Regions from separate parts of the Rattus norvegicus genome. Here region 1 is linked to region 2. A link is a contact called in public Hi-C data. All regions are on one chromosome and are shown on one strand. Each heading gives the region's core, a stretch centred on a gene start, on an enhancer-like site or on the middle of the called end of the contact. The rest is flanking DNA. Distances are from core to core; before and after follow the strand shown. Region 1 holds the start of Sox5 (SRY-box transcription factor 5). Region 2 overlaps Sox5 (SRY-box transcription factor 5).

The links. Hi-C and Micro-C count contacts between places; a contact is called where the count stands out from the background.
Region 1: a Hi-C map of Schwann cells shows a contact between it and region 2, with 4 times the contacts expected there. The contact joins the promoter of Sox5 here to the enhancer-like site in region 2. A contact is called at or near these places in 2 of 12 Hi-C or Micro-C datasets (Schwann cells and kidney).

The regions. Positions count from the first base shown.
Region 1 is chr4:178,888,683-178,892,143 of GRCr8, forward strand. Sox5 (SRY-box transcription factor 5) reads right to left here and starts at 1,767. Exons shown (of 15, transcript NM_001271267.2): 1 at 1,603-1,767. The coding sequence starts at 1,640.
Region 2 is chr4:178,698,404-178,702,130 of GRCr8, forward strand. It overlaps Sox5 (SRY-box transcription factor 5), which reads right to left. Exons shown (of 15, transcript NM_001271267.2): 6 at 3,445-3,513. Among named protein-coding and RNA genes, the nearest start is that of Sox5, 190 kb to the right of the region's middle. Within about 2 kb of position 2,133, at least 1 of the 93 cell types and tissues checked has an H3K27ac peak or open chromatin away from gene starts, as enhancers often do. A contact at or near this core is called in Schwann cells, where this site is marked.

The sequences.
Region 1 (3,461 bases), core at 517-3,016, 190 kb after region 2:
CCTCTGCACATGTTGGGAAACTGGTTCTGATCAATTAACAGATCGCTACATTAGACAATAATATGTTTCACTGTGAACAACTTCCATATCCACAGAGGAACGATACTATGTTTGTAGAGGAAAACTAACTAGTTAGAAGAGTTACTATGCAGTGCTTCGGAAAAATCAATTCGAAACTGTCCCAATAGAGCCACCTTCTTCGTTAAGGGGCGAGGGAGACGGAGAAAGGCAGTGTTACAACACACACACATTACACATTTTACTTTCTTTCCTGGTCACACAGTGGCTTCTCTAAAATGTGACCACATCCCTAGGCTTCTTTTCCTCTCCACACTTTCTCTCTTCCGTGGCTTCAGTTCTAAAATGTTTTAATCTTTGTCCTTTCTTTTTTCGTCTTTTCATATCAAATTCAGGCATTTGAGTGATGAACAGCTTGACTTAGCATATTTTTAACCAGCTGGTCTAGCACCTAGCTTGCCTTGCATAGTCAGATACAACAAATGTTTACACAGAAGGTATAGCTTGCATGAAAATGGAAAACGCCTGGGTATCTTGCATCCCGGCTTTTTTTAGCTTTTTTTTTTTTTTTAAATTCACCATACAGAATACGAAGTTTGAGTTCTTTTTAATGGCAAACAAAAATCTATTTATAGTTCAAAAAATGAACTTGCACGAGGATAAGAACTCAAAGTTAAAAATTGTAATGTATAATTACAGGGACACGGGGAGGGCTAAAATTCTTTAAAAGCCCCCCCTCCCCACGTTACTTGCAGCAACATCAAATGGAAGGGAACTGCACGGACCTCTAAATAGGAACAACTAATTAAAGATACACTTAACTCCCTCCATCAGAGCACAGCGGAAAGTGTAGTTTATCAAAATTCAGTTAAGACAGCAAAAACAAAAGTAGCCTCTAAACTTAAAAAGGGAGGGGGGTGCCTTGTTTGCTCCCTTCTTCCCCTCTTCAGACACATCGAGAATCATCTGCTGATATTTAACTGTGATGTTAAATTTTCTTTGGGGAAAAAAAACCACAACAGCAGGGCTCTCTCCCATATCAACAAAAGGTCCTGCCTTTCGGAGCAGTTTCCAAAGTTTAACAGAAGGATCAAACAGGAATTTAACAGCCTCTGCTTTAACCACCACAGCCTAAGCCTTGTGTCACTTCGGAAATTACAGGAGACAGAGATCCCTGAATATGCTAGCAGTCTACAAAAGGTGTGCGGGGGATCAATGAAAGCAGAAATTGGGAGCCTAACCGAGGAAGGGAGCAGCAGCAAAGGGGGTGGGGGGGAGGAGAGAGAGAGAGAGAGAGAGAGAGAGAGAGAGAGAGATGCTTAATGTTCATTTAATTTCCTGCCTGTGATCCGACGCAACCTAAAAACATTAGCAGTAAGCTCGGAGGAGACTTTGCAAATCAGTTCAATTTGGTCCGGGCAACCACAACAGAAATCAGCTCCCAAGGCTGCAGAGACCGGAGCTCAGAGCTGCTTTAACACACAGTCTGGGGGAGGCATCTTCCAGGGGATTCACGGACTACTGCGAAATGAAGAGTTTGCACTTCAGTATATTAGGGGGGGAAAAAAACCAAACAGTACTCACCTTTCAAACTCCTGAGGTAAATCAGGGTCAGTAAGCATGCTGGAAAAGCACAATTTCCCTTTGTCACAGCGGCCACCTATGATCGGCTCCAACTGAACCTGTCAAGTCAGTCCAAACCTTCTAAACCAATGGATTCTCTTTCTGTCTCTTCTCACTCTCTCTCTCCCCCTCTCCCTTTCTCCCTCTCCCCCTTCCCCTCCTCTCTCTCTCTCTCTCTCTCTCTCTCTCTCTCTCTCTCTCTCTCTCTCTCTCTCTCTCTCCTAGGACTCCTTGACCATTCTCTTAAAGGGGTAGTACACTTCCAACAGCGGTCTGGCTACTCCCCCTCTGCACAGCGGCACACTCCGACTACTAGGCACTAGACAACCTCCGGGCGTCCGTCCCTTCCTCCTAATTCTGTCTCCTGGACATCACTGAATGGTAGAAGTCAACTAGTCTCCCATGCTCTCTCCCTCCTCTAAATAATAAAAGTCACACACACACACACACACACACACACACACACACACACACACACACATGCACGCACACCACTGCCACCAGTATCATTGTGCAAAACACATTCGGGGCTGATTAAAAAATAACTTTGTAATAACGGAGCCCCGATCAAACTGTGAGTATTAACTAATTAAGCAAAATGATTACACTTCAGTCACAGCATTTTTACACAAAGAATTGTTTTTCCTCAACCACCAACCCCCACACACACACTCTCTCTCTCTAAACGCACACGGAAACACACAGGCATGGGGGTGCTCGTGCGCGCGCACGCACACACACATACACACACACACTCACTCACTCACTCACATACAACAATCAGGCATTGTTCTAAGGGAAGAAAAGCAACTTTGACAGATTGAAATATAGCAGAGGCCCCTTCAAGGAAACCTGTAAACAGGCTGTCACTCACTCTGCTGGGCTCAGTGCTAGCTCCCGCTTTCCACAAAGTGCTCTGGATGTCCTGGCAACCCAGGCAAAGTTTCTGTAGCTTCAAACTCCAGAAACCAGGCGTGGAGGAGAGCAGGTATCTGCATGCCAGGCACAGCATGCAGGCGCTCGGGGAAATCTCAAACCCCAAACCAGAAGATGGCCTGACCAGTCCACTGTCCTGCTCCCCAGGACCTGGGAGCTAGGGCTGAAAAAAGCGGGTGTGCCCCCCCCCAGCCCTGGGGCTCTTTAATTTCCTCTGTCCAGGCAAGGACAGATAAGCTGGGCAAACTCTGGTTCTCCAAATCCTAAGCTGGCTGGCAAGGCACAGCCTCTATAGCAGTTCCAATTATCTAGATAAAAATCTGGCAGGCGAGGAAGGTAATCAGGTACCTTTGACATGGAATGACAGAGGCACCTACTCGGGCACAAGGGGATGGTGGCTGTCCCAGTGCACAGCAGCATCTGGCTACGGAGTAAGCACACGCTCACCGACACGAGATAGTGCGCTTTCTACACACAGTCACTCACACACATGCTCTCCACTCCTACTGGGAGGGTTCATTGTGCACAGAAGGCTACATTACAGAGCCCGCCCCAATAAGGGAGAGAGAGGGAAAAAAAGCCTTCCATTGTTGAGAGGGCAGGTCAGTTGATTAGATTTTCTGTGGAGAATTCCACGAGGAAATTCCCTTCAAAGCCGAAGTGATTAACTGGGGGCTACTCTGGAAATGGGAGAGACAATGGCTCAATAGTCCGCACACCCAATGTCCAGGCTGGCACTGAACTCACTTAAAAAAAATAAAAATAAAAGCCAGACTCTCTGTGCTTTTCCACAGGCTCCCCCCCTACCCCACCAACCCCCTCCACTCCTCCTACCTTCCCCCTCCCGGTCCCTTTTATTTCGCAGCTGGATAACATTAAGGGCC
Region 2 (3,727 bases), core at 883-3,382:
TGTGGAAGAGTTTGCATGTGTGTGTTCCTAGAAATCGGTAAGTGGCTAGAAATAATAATTAGATCATCCAGCCCTGGAAATACTAGAACTCATTTTTCCCCCTACTGATTTAGCTCATAAGCAATTTCCTTCAGAGAAAGGTAGCCCTACTCAGGTACCATGATTCCCACTTTACAGATGAGAGAAAAAGAACCTCAGAGGACAAAAGCCAGTGCCTCAGGGGCCATGGATCTAACAAAGCTCAGCAGTGTGAAGGGTGCTGTAAGGGCAGGTCAGTCAGAGCACTTCTCCTCAGAGAACCATTGGAGGGGCAACCTAAGGCCAGAGTCTCTTCCTGTGGTGCAGAGTGGAACTCTCACTACCCAGTGGGAACATCAGAGGAACAGGGTGCTTCATTCCCTCCCACAGAGCCCTGGGCAGAGTCAATGAGCCAGAGCTGTGACTCATCCTGCTTGCTTACCTTATGGGTCAAAAATGGTAGCAGCGAGTTATAAATGACTAATTCTCTTCCCAAGAAGAGAACACAGTGAACAATGGTATAAAAGTTGGTCTGAACAGATGAGTAAATTATGTGATTCTCTTAAGGTTTAAACATAATGTCCTGCATGAGAACACGAGAAAAATGCACCTGAAAAGTTGCAGGTTATCTTAAAATGTCAAAGGACCTCACCACTTGATCACTGTTGGATTAACACCGTTTACTACCAAGAAAATGAGGTCCTACCCAGTGCTATTAAAAACGGGCAAACATTGATAAACTAAGGCAACCTCTAATCACCTCCCCCAAAGCTACAGATATTCTATCTCCTCAGATGTTCTAGCAAGGAAAGAAAGGCACATCTCTGGGGACAGTGATTTGTTGTCATAGAAAAGATGAGTGGAGGTCACTTAGTTTCCTGTCCATACAGTGACCCAGGTCAAGATGGACTGCCAGCCTTGGTTTATTATGTGGAACAGAGTTACATCCACATCAGATGGGAGTGAGACTTACTGTAAAAAGGAAATCAGGAAATACGCTATAAAAAGTTATTACTGTAGAAAGTTCAAGTGGAGGAAAAAAGGAAAAGCCAGGAACAACACAAGACTCTAAAGCAAAACAAAACACAAACAAACCTGGGAAGATAGCCCTTTCTGTAATCTTTGTGAATGCCATTTTCTTTATTATTGTGCACTAAGAGCTAAATACAACAGGTGGAAACACACGCTGTCAATTTTTTTTAAGACTAAGAGGTCTTAGGAGATATTGCTGCTGTGTAGAAAAAAGAAGGCTGACTCTTCCACGGTCCCAGCACCACTTCTCATAGAGACCTGGATATGTTCTCGAGGGAAGATAGAAAGTTCTCGTGTTATGACAAATGCTTTGTTTACAGAGATCATTGTTTGTGATCAAAACATAACAGAAGCCTTTAACTCTTCTCTTAACCTCAAGGAGTCATGTGAATCACCCTGTCAGAAGAAGTTAACCCCACCAAACCTCTACCAAGAAATATACAAAAAGAATGGTCAATCCAATTAAAATTATGAATTTCAGAACAAATGTTGCTTTTAAGAGCCAAAGACATTTCATAAAGAATTGATACTCAGAAATTTAAGGAAACCAGTTCACGTGCGAATCTGCGTTGGGGGTTTTCCATCAGAATAATAAGCAATTCCAGAGCCAAACTTATCTTCGTTCTGTTCATGAGGGTCAAGAAGATAAAATTCATAGGTCAAGAGTGATTTTAATGTGGGTATTTGAGCATAGAGGTAAAAATTCATTCATTTCCTTCAGCTGAAAGAAATGTTTCAAGTGGGGGAAAAGATGCCGAAATTAACCTCACCTTCAGAGAATCACACTAAAGACATAGGTGAACACTGAGAAATAGCATCATTTTGTCCTGTAACATGCCAGCCAGGGCTGTGGGAAGCTCTCTAGCTGCAAGTCTTCAAACAAACCCGTCGAGTTCCTTGAGTACAACTGTCCAACCTAGGGTGAATGGCAAACGCCTCGAGTGCCTTTAGTATTTGAAGTTACAACAAAGAGTTTCGGGGGCAGCTTAATTGTGGCCAAGACAACTGCACAGCTCAGTGTTCCGTGATGTGGTAACTGGAGCACATTGCTTCGTGAGGTTGGACGCAACAACAATGGCACAATACAACCCAGAAGGCGCAGTGGGCATGAGTAACCCCCGGTGGAATGTACATCTCTACACTGTGCAGCAACACAAGGAGACTGAGATCAGAATAATAGATAACTGTTTTCAGATAGCAAGTGCGATTTAGGCTATGGCAGTTCCTGCCTAGGGTGGACCCTGAAAGGCTAAACACTAGCCTGAGCGTTCTAGGACAGAGAGTAGCTGACCCCACCAGGTGAAAGGGAAGAAACGTAGTTCTCAAATAATTCAAAGCCTCCTTGGTAACTGAATGAAATCGGTTTTGCATCTGCTTCTATAATGTTTACAATATAAAATACCACACCCTCAAGAGAAAAGTTCGAGAGAATGATGAATTCCTTCCCAGAGAAGAAAAAAATAATTTAATCCTGGACCCAACTGTTGCATCCAGGCAGATAGATATACTCCAAGAAGCTAGAAGTACATGTACTGGTCCATGCTCTAGATCCTTGGATAGTAGATTTTAAATGCTCGGCAGATGCCCTACATTTTGACCCTATGGGGAAGGTGATGGTTGTTACCTCTTTAATGTTTGAGATGAGGTCTTATGTATCCTAAGCAACCCTGGTACTCCTGGGCGCCTAGCCTCCACCTTGGGTGATGGGATCGCACCTCACTGGACTCCAGTACTAGACTTTTCATGATGGTATCATTTACTCTCCAAATCTCTAAGACAGAAGTGCTACCAGAAAAGGCAGTTCAAAGTGCACAAAGTTCATGTCTCTAGCGATTATTAGAAGTCTGATGATTAATTTCATCACTCACTACCATGGCAGGCACCTTCCTTATTAATGTCCGTTAACATTGTGGACATAGAATAAAAATGGACTTGGTTTCCCCAGGCAATACCACCATAAGATCTGCCACAACGCACTGTTCCTTGAGCCTTCTCTCTGCCCCACTAGGATTACGATCTGATGTCAACAGAACCTCTGAGTTTCTAACCAAACCCAGTGCAGCTTTCTGCTGGGTCCTTGCACCTACCCGACTAGGAATGTTTGCAGATTCATCTTCCAACACTAAAGCATAAATCAGTGAAATAGATAGCATTCCACGATGAGCCCTCCTAGGCATGAGGTAGAAATTGCTGGCAGCTTCCTTAGAGAGAGGCTGCCAGACAACGTCTGGTCGTCTGTGACAGAGCCACCACTTGAAATTTGTACCACACAGACAACATAGAGAGAATTGGGCCAGAAATGACTTCCAGCTTGGGGGTCACCACCATTAAATTATGTTAGCCTAAGGAACGACGGACTGTAAGTGGGAGGACGCTGAAACGCTGATCTCTGACCTGGATCTGTTGCTGGAGCAAGTTGATTTTGTGTTGTTGCTGCAGAAGCTGCTGCTGTTGCCTTGCGATCTGTGGAGAGACAGAGAGCAGTGACAACACAGTGGGACCCGGGGTAGGGAGGACCAACCTTCTGCCCATCGCAGCCAGATCTGACATCAGCTGAAAGATGAAACCACCCTTCCAGGAGCCAGGTTGTCAAGCAAGTCATCAGTCGGTCTCGGCAACCACTTACACCTTGTTTAAAGCCTACCCGGGGCCTCATCTTAGTGAGATGTGCAAGGGT